2 separate regions of the Mus musculus genome follow, and region 2 is linked to region 1. Evidence: chromatin contacts called from public HiChIP or PLAC-seq data. All regions are on one chromosome and are shown on one strand. The core of a region is the stretch at or near the end of the contact, and the rest is flanking DNA. Distances in the headings are between cores, read along the strand shown. Region 1 overlaps Uvrag (UV radiation resistance associated gene). Region 2 overlaps Uvrag (UV radiation resistance associated gene).

Region 1 (4,392 bases), core at 1,158-3,657:
ACATACATCTCCAGGGAAAAGCATAAAAACTTGATTATGGGCCTCCTGGTTGCAAGAATGACCTAAATACTTTCCCAAGCCCATCTATAAACACATGCCAGTCTTTTCCACGATAGATGGGCTGTAATGTAAACACTTTACATAGCTAGGCCTGCCGCCCGGAGTTCTGAAGCCTCAGCATCTAGTCTAAGCATCCAGCACTAAGGGCTTCAGACACTCTCCAAGGCATACATCAGCTGCCCTCGAGAGCGGTGAAGCTAAGGCACTGAAAATGCCTTCCCACCTGTTTCTCACACGAGGGAGGGAGCTGTCCCACAGCAGGTCTGCCTCCACTCATTCATGAGATCTACACAGATTGTTGTATGTGGGAGTAGTTTAGGCTACTATTCTACTGTATGGCTACACACCCAACTACAACCCCAGACATTGATCTCAGTCTTGTATTTGCATACACACACACACACACACACACACACACACACAAAATAATAAGAAAAAAAAACTGTCACTATAAATTTGAGTATATAAGGAACAAAGGACATTTTCTAAATATACTCTCCACAAATAATATATCTGATCATTAATAGCAGTTAATTCAATAATCATCTAACAGTCTGTTTATGGTGATGTTCACCAAGGCAGAAATATTTGCATACATATATGCACATGAGCACCCATATATGTGGTAGGGAAATTTGGAAATAATTTGAAATTTAGAGATAAAGTTAAATCGCAGAATCTGAAGGGGCAACGGTAACATACACCTTTAAGCACAGTACTTGGGAGGCCGACGCAGATGAATGTCTATGAGTTCAAGGTCAGCCTTGTGTACAAATTAAGTTCCAGTATTGCCAAGGCTACACAGAGAAAACCTGTCTTGAAACAAATAACCAACCAACCAACCAACCAAACGCAACAAGAAAGACTCCTGTAGCATTGGAATTTGCACCCCAGGTTTGTGAGCCCCTGCCACTCTGAGCCTTAACCTTGAGTGAGGACGCCTGGATGGTTCATTTCCACCCTATGATCTGTGTGCCATGCAGCTTGTACATTTTCACTAATCTTCAAAACTGTCACACAAGACAGATAGTGTGAATTCAGCTCTATGCACAAGAACGGTTAAAAGGTAAGGGTGCAAATAAGAGAAGCTGGCACGTGTATTCAACTCTGAGAGTGGGCCCACAGCACTGCCTAGCTGCCGCGTGCTGGCTGGTGAGTGAGGATCGGCTGCCGTGTGCTGGCTGGCGAGTGAGGATCAGTTCCTGGGCTGCAGCATTTACAGGAGACCCAGTTCCTATCAAAGAAATGGACTCTGTCTATGACTTCTGTTTCCAACATTGATATCTCTACTCGGCTGCGGTTAAGTTGTACTATATACATCCAGTCTTCCAACATTTTACATTATAAATGACTTTCCCATAGTTTCTTTATTGTTCTATGCAGTTCTGAGGTCCCTCCAGTTTCTTTAGAGAACCTGGCAATCGAGTGCTTTAAAAGTGAGGGTTCTCTGGAATGCACTTTTCTCTCATTAATGGATTTTTTCCTCTAAAAATGTTAATTTTATTATAATGTAGCTACTTTTAAGTTGTTTTGAGGAAGTTCACTGACTTCACACGTGCCTACTGTTTAGTCTCTGGTTGATCATAAATAAACAGAGCTTCACAAACACTCCAAACAGCAAAGAGTGACACTGTTGTGAGTTGTTGTGGAATAATGTGAGTCATTGTTTGATCTGACAACTCATTAAGCAGAAAGCAGCTCACTGGACAAATATTTCTGTAGCCAGCTTCCTCTCACTATGATGACACTCCTGAGGCAATTAACATGCTGAGTAAATAGCTGTTTTGGCTAATGGTTTGGAGGTTCTGGTCTGTGATCAAGTGCACCCCACCCAGGCCCCTCCCCTTTGGGCCTCTGGTGAGGCAGCACATCAGGGTGGAAGTGTGGCCCATCAGTCAAGAAGCCCAAAGACACAAGAGGAACACACAAGTGTCCCATAGTCTCTTTCAAGGACTCGCCCTCAGTGATGTCCTACAAAGCCCCATTTTCCTTAAAGGTTCCCCATCAGGAGAGAGCAGAGATCCTTTAATTCATGGCTCAGCAGGGCATATACCCAGGAGAGCACAGCAGTACTCAACACGCTGCATGCAAGGTTCTAAGAGGATCACCAAATGGCAGCCATAAATACTCCCTGGAAAGGGTTACCTATTAAAGGAGGGTCAACTGAGTAAATCCGTAAGGAAAGGATGGCCCACCTTCCTTATCTGAATTTGAAGTGGACAGTAGCCTGCAAAATTGAAAACTCATCCCTGTCGCCTCTCCTCTCCAGGGTTACTTTATGTTTATAGCTAATAGAGATACCTCTGGGTCTAATCTAACCACAAACTTTCAGAAGCATCCTCCCTACCCCCAGCCCCGTCCGTTCCCTTGGTTGGCAGCAAAAGAGAAAGTCAGAGAAGCAGGAAGCAAGAGAAGGGCCTGATGGGACATTTTTGGCCAGAAGATGGAAGAGTCCTGTGAGTAGAATCATGGATGGTCTATAGGAGAAAAGGTGGCCCGGCTGACAGCCAGCAAGAAAATGGGACCCTTAGACCTACAGCTGAAAGGTAACTCTGCCAACAGCCTAAACAAGTTACAAGTGGATAATTCCCGGCAGCATTCCGGTAAGACCAAGCCAGCCTACCACCTTGATTTTGGCCCTGAAAGGCCCTGAGCAGAGAAGCCTGCAGAACCTATCCAGACTCCTGACACAGTCCGTGAGATACAAACGGGAGCTACTTAGGCTGCTAAGCTTATGAAACTTTTGATATGAAGCAAAAGAAAAGCAATACAGGTAGGCAAGATTACAGCTGTCCTTTACCGTCACGAGGCCAGGCCTGAGCAGTTGCTGACAGATTCAGGAGGACCAGTGAGAGCATCTGTGAGCACTGTATCTATCCAGCATGTCCAAGACGCTTCTCCCTATGACTCTGCCACGCACCAGGAACCAACTCTGAGAGTGGTTGGCCCCAGGGAAGCCCACTGGGTTGTGGTCACACGCTCTGGTGGAGCACCAAGGGGGAAAGGCTAGAAACACTGGACAGTCAGCCTCCTTGCTTCACCTCACTCGGGGTGACAGGGTGGTTGTTCTTCACTGATTGTGGTTCTCTAGAATCTCCATCTTTTGTTAGGGTGAGAACTAGATTCAGATGTTTGAAAGTTTGGAGGCTGCAGATGGGATAACTGAAAGCACATGCACGATGGACCCAGTGCAGGACAGATCCGCGGCAGCGACCACACAGCACAGAATCCAGTTCTGGGGGGTGGGGAGGGGCACAACATGTACTCTCTTAAACTTCTGAGCATAAGAGTCACACAGTTTGGGGAGAGGGGGTTTGTGGAGGAGAAACTGGGATTGGGGATAATATTTGAAATGTAAATAAATAAAATAACCAATAAAAAAATAATTAAAAAAAAAAGAGTCACACAGTTCAGCTCTGACAACACTGGGATGTAGAGACAGGAGATCAGAATTCAGTGCCATCCTCAGCTACATAGTAAATGTGAGGTCAGCCTGGAATACACAGATTGTTAAGGAAAGAAAGAAAGAAAGAAAGAAAGAAAGAAAGAAAGAGAGAGAGAGAGAGAGAGAGATAGGAGGAGGGAGGGAGGGAGGGAGGAAGAAAGAAAGAAAGAAAGAAAGAAAGAAAGAAAGAAAGAAAGAAAGAAAGAAAGAGGGAAAAGTCAGTGTAAGACAGACACACTCACTATAATCAGCTCATACTAAGTAGGCCTGAATTATTAGGTAAGAGGCAAAAGTTAAGAGAAATAAAAACTAGAAGACAGGCAAAGCAATCTTTTTTTTTTCTTTTACAGATACATGAATATGAATCTAAAAATCTAAATGAATCAAGTGAAAACTCATTGGAAACAGTAAGACAGACAGCTCCACACACCACTACCATCACCACCACCACCACCACCCCCCCCCCCCAACAACAACAACTAAACAAACCAAGCATGAGTTAGACTACGATGCAGCACCATTTTAAATCACTTTAAACAAAGATGAACTATCTAGAGATAAGCAATCAGGAAGGCAGGCTTTATATTAAGGGAACTTCAGTGTCTCGTTGAAGGATGCTGAAGACCACAAGAAGTGGATACTTACACCCTGCTCTTGGCTAGGAAGACAGAAAGAGAAACACTTCCGTGGCATCAACACATGATGGAAGGAGAAACCCAATCCCTTTAACTTGTCCTCTGACACATGCCTGCACACATACCTGCACATGCACGCACACACACACACACACACACACACACACACCCCTGCGCAGAGCCTGAATTGTGAAGTACCCGGGTGAGATGCACTTTCCCCTCTCCCAGCTGTGATGAGATCCCGGAGGAAGA
Region 2 (4,392 bases), core at 1,294-3,793, 130 kb after region 1:
CTGGGTTACATCCTAGCCCAAAGCCTGAAGCAAAAGGGCAAGACAACTGTGTCTCAGAACAAAGCTCAGAACCATGGATAAGAATGTAAAACACGCAGCAGGCAGGGCAGGAAGATTTACAATGGATGCCTGAGGTTCAAAAGAAAATCATCACATCTATAAAGACGCAAAAAGACACAACACAAGATCGAGAGCAAAATTATTCCATTCAAAGTGGCCCACCGCTGATGGCAAGTTTAATAAACGGGACCTTAAAAACAGTTACCACCACAAAAATTTATGTTTGAACACTACAAAATAGACTGAACACACTAAGGAGAAATATAAGAAAAATCTGAAAGACCCAAATTGAACTGTTTCTTCCCTTTTTGGGGGCTGGAAAGTGAATTGTTTTGTTTTGTTTTGTTTTGTTTTTTAAGACAGGGTTTCTCTATGTAGCCTTAGTTGTCCTGGAACGTATTCTATAGACCAGGCTGCCCTTGAACTGAACTCAGAGATCCTCCTGCCTCTGCCTCCTGAGTGCCGGAATTGAGATGCATGCCAGCACTGCCTGGTAGAAATTGAAATTTTTATTATGTATATGCTAATTAAGTACTCTATCTCTTACAAGTCCTGCCCTTGTTTGTTTGAGGCAGAGTTTAACCATGAGGCTTAGGCTGGCTAAGAAAAAGCTCACCACATAGGAAGGATATACTAAGATGACTAGACAATGGAACAAAACCTTTAAAGAATTAAAAAGCCAAAACCTTAGAATTTACCTCCTCACGGCTGTGATGACTGGTGCCACCAATTACACCTGGTCCCTAGTTTTGATCTTCTAAGAGATTTAGTCACAATGGTTTAAATCAGAGGGAGAGTGACCTCTGTGTGTGTAGCAGATAAACAAATCAGATGTTATAGACTTAAAGATTAGTAAGCTTAATGGCAAATGAAGTAGCTATGTATATTTAAAGGGAATTAAGTCCATATGAAACCCAGGGAGAAATAAGGTTTACACAAAATCAAAACAAGGAAGCACCTATGTGCAGAGGCATGAGTTCCAGGAACCATCAGACAACTGAGCAAAATCCAAAAAGGGCAAATAGCAGATATAAGAGGAGACAAAAAAAACAATACTTCCAAAAATTATTAGTTAAAAATTTTCCAATTTTAATAACTATTATAAGCCTAGAGATTCAAGAATCTTAAGCAATCCCATACATAAAAAGGAAAGGACAGGCTGGGGAGATGGCACACTGGGCGAGGGCCTTGCCACACAGCAGGAGGGCCTGAGAGGACCTGAGGCTAGATCCCTGATTCCTACGCAAGAGCACAGCGGGGCAGCACACTCTGTAACCCCGGTGCTAGAAGGGAGAGGCAGGAGGATCCAGGGCTGACTGGATAGCCAGCCTAACCAAATAAGACACAACTCCAAACAAGCAGAGAAGCAAAAAACCTCACAGGACTTCAACCTGTGGCCATGTATGCATATACAGATGTGTTGTGCACCCACATGTATAAAGTACACAAAAATATTATAAAATATCTTTGTTAAAAAAACAAAACAAAACACTGTTCCAAGGGACATCATAATCAAATTGCTATCAGTAGTTAAAAGCAAAAACAAGCCCAGCAGCGGTGGCACACGCCTTTAATCCTAGAACTTGGGAGGCAGGGGCAGGCGGATTTCTGAGTTAGAGGTCATCCTGGTCTACAGAGTGAGTTCCAGGACAGCCAGGGCTACACAGAGAAACCCTGTCTCGAAAAACCAAAAAATAAATAAATAAATAAATAAATAAATAAAATAATAATAAAATAAAAATAAAAAACAACAACAACAAAACCTTAAAATCAGCCTGAGAAAAAGCCCCCCACATAGGAAGGATATATTAAGATGCCTGGACAATGGAACAAAACCTTTAAAGAATTAAAAAGCAAAAAACAAAAGCTTAACCTAGATTCCATGTCCAGCAAAATATCCTTCAAAATGAGAAAAATACAAAGATGTTTTCAGACATACTGAAAGTTTTCAATTACCAACTAAAATGTACCACAAAAAAATACAAAAGGAAATATTTCAGACATAGGGAAAATGGTTCCAGATGGAGATGCGTCCCTGAATCCAGGAATGAAAAGCATCATCAAGAGTAAGTGTGTGGACAGACACGACCTTGTCCTTTAGTCATGGGCCACCAAGCAGTGTGTCCATCAGTGCTGGCCTGAACATAACAATGGTGACCCCTCAAAACCTAACAGAGCTAGAAAATTCTTCTTCCATGGGATACCTGAGCTATTTTAATGCTGTGCCACAATTTATAGTATGTTCCTTGTGATGCTTGCATATAAGTAAGCCTAATGTACTGAGTGTTGTAAAAGAATAAACAGCACATAGAGTTAGCACAGCCTGAAGAGCCACCAACAGTAAATACCCATCGCTGGTGCCCGTGTTCACTTTAGAGTATAAACCTGCTTCTAAGAGAGAAGTTGCGGACATAACAGAATGCTGAGCTATGCTAGCAGCACACCCACACACCTCACCATGCAAACCCATGTGTCTCCACGAGCATGGCCGTGGCATCTGCACAGGTACAACTGACTCACACCGTTTACATTTGTATGTGCTGTCTGCACAATGACAAAATCAATCGCCTGCTTCCTCCGCTCTTACCCACAGGGCTCAACAATGCTAAAGCATTTCTGATGTAGTCAACTGCTGACAGAAAAAACAACAGCTCTGCATAAGTATTCTGAGGCTTGTAATGAAAGAAAGTACCTAAAAGTAGCGCAACTTCACTGGAGTCTTAGCTTTTTATCACTGTAAGGAAATACATGAGATGACCTAGCTCTAGGACAGAAAGGTGAGTTTGGGGTCACACTTTTGGAGTTTCAGTGCAGTCACCTGGCCAGTTGTTTCTGGGCCTCTGATGAGGAATTCCACCATGGTGGCAGGCCACAGTTGAAGAAAATGTCACCTCATGGGCACCTCTCTATTTGTTTTACAAATAAAAAGAGATACAGGAGGGGTTGGAGTGTTAGTCTTCCTACCAATGACTCACTCCATGACCCAACTTTTATCTACTAGGCTGCACCGGGTAATAGTCCTCCTGTGCCCCAGGAGCACCACTGTCTAGCAACCAATCCTCTCCAGGGTAGGCTGCTGAGGGTACTTAGCCAAACCACTGCACTGGGATAGAAGAAAAGCAACCTGTGAGCATGTAAATCCCACATTATAAACTTGAAAGCAACGATACAACAGAGCTGGGAAGACAAGTCATAAAAACCCAAGGAGCCTATAAAAAAGAAAGAGACTAATAACAGTGGGTTAAAGTGAGCACAGATACCAGGTGGAACGTAAATTCAGCAACAGTATCAATGAATGGGAACTAAAATGGTCTGGAATTCAGCTCAACACAGAGCTCTCCCTGCTTGCTCACAATCCTTGCTTCAGGACCCAGAGCTGCTAAGAAAAAGCCTAAGACCTGGATAAGCATCCCACTCAGTGGGCAGAGCCTATCCCACTAGATACGCAAGGGGAACATCAAGGTGGGAGGGGCTGTGTTGCGGAGGAGGAAGGGTGTGGGGGAGGAGTCAGCTATGATCAAGACACACTGTGGACATGTATGGAATTATCAAAGAATTAATAAAGCAACACAACCACATTCTATCTAAAAAGAACAAACCCCACTTAAATATAAAAATGCACAAAGGTTAACAGGTAAAAGGTTCAGAAAATATATGGCTTATTAACACTGTGCAAAGAAAGACAGCATGGTGGATGAACACCAGACAGAGCACAAAGGCCTACTAGAATAAAGAAGGCAATTTTATGATTAAAATACCAACATGTCAAAAGAATACAGTAGACATTCTTCTCTATTTTTTTTAAAGAATTTCTAAATGTTTATGCACCGAGTAACAGAGCTTGGGAACATAAAGAAGGGGTGACAGGACCTCAAGGGGAAGCAGACACTGTCACAGGGCTCAACGCTGCTCTCTCAATACATGAGAAAATGAATAAAAAATGCTATTTTAAAAAACCACCTACCTACCTAATTTGCCTACAAATCTGACCAAATTAACTTAGAAACTCCCACTCAATAATAACAGAATGTGTTACTTTGCAAATGATCAAGAAACGGTTACCATTAAAAAAATATTCTGAACCAAAACACAAATCTCAGTAAACTGAAAAAAAAAAATTAAACCACACATTGTGAGCTTTTTCTTCACAACAAAATCAGACATGGAGAACAAAACAAACAACAACAACAACAAAATCACAACCCTAAGTACACAAGTGTTACTGTAGTAGCTGTACCTAAACAACGCTGTCTGCAATAACCCGGAGCAGCTTCACTAAGTAGTGCACAGGCATACAGACTCCTCCCACTACGGTAAGGACACCGGGTACTC

The links. HiChIP or PLAC-seq counts read pairs in DNA pulled down with a chosen protein or histone mark.
Region 2: an H3K27ac HiChIP or PLAC-seq map of regulatory T cells shows a contact between it and region 1, with 4 times the contacts expected there. The contact joins two enhancer-like sites. A contact is called at or near these places in 7 of 484 Hi-C or Micro-C datasets (the G1E-ER4 cell line, bone marrow-derived macrophages, embryonic fibroblasts and 3 more), 7 of 115 datasets of contacts at active chromatin or transcription factors (astrocytes, embryonic fibroblasts, embryonic stem cells and 4 more) and 1 of 9 other capture datasets (embryonic stem cells).

What each region holds. Positions count from the first base shown.
Region 1 is chr7:98,911,339-98,915,730 of GRCm38.p6, forward strand. All of the region lies in intron 13 of Uvrag (UV radiation resistance associated gene), which reads right to left. Among named protein-coding and RNA genes, the nearest start is that of Gm33827, 37 kb to the left of the region's middle. Within about 2 kb of position 2,408, at least 17 of the 459 cell types and tissues checked have an H3K27ac peak or open chromatin away from gene starts, as enhancers often do. A contact at or near this core is called in regulatory T cells, where this site is marked.
Region 2 is chr7:99,037,573-99,041,964 of GRCm38.p6, forward strand. The region is part of intron 6 of Uvrag (UV radiation resistance associated gene); the gene reads right to left. Among named protein-coding and RNA genes, the nearest start is that of Uvrag, 100 kb to the right of the region's middle. Within about 2 kb of position 2,544, at least 20 of the 459 cell types and tissues checked have an H3K27ac peak or open chromatin away from gene starts, as enhancers often do. A contact at or near this core is called in regulatory T cells, where this site is marked.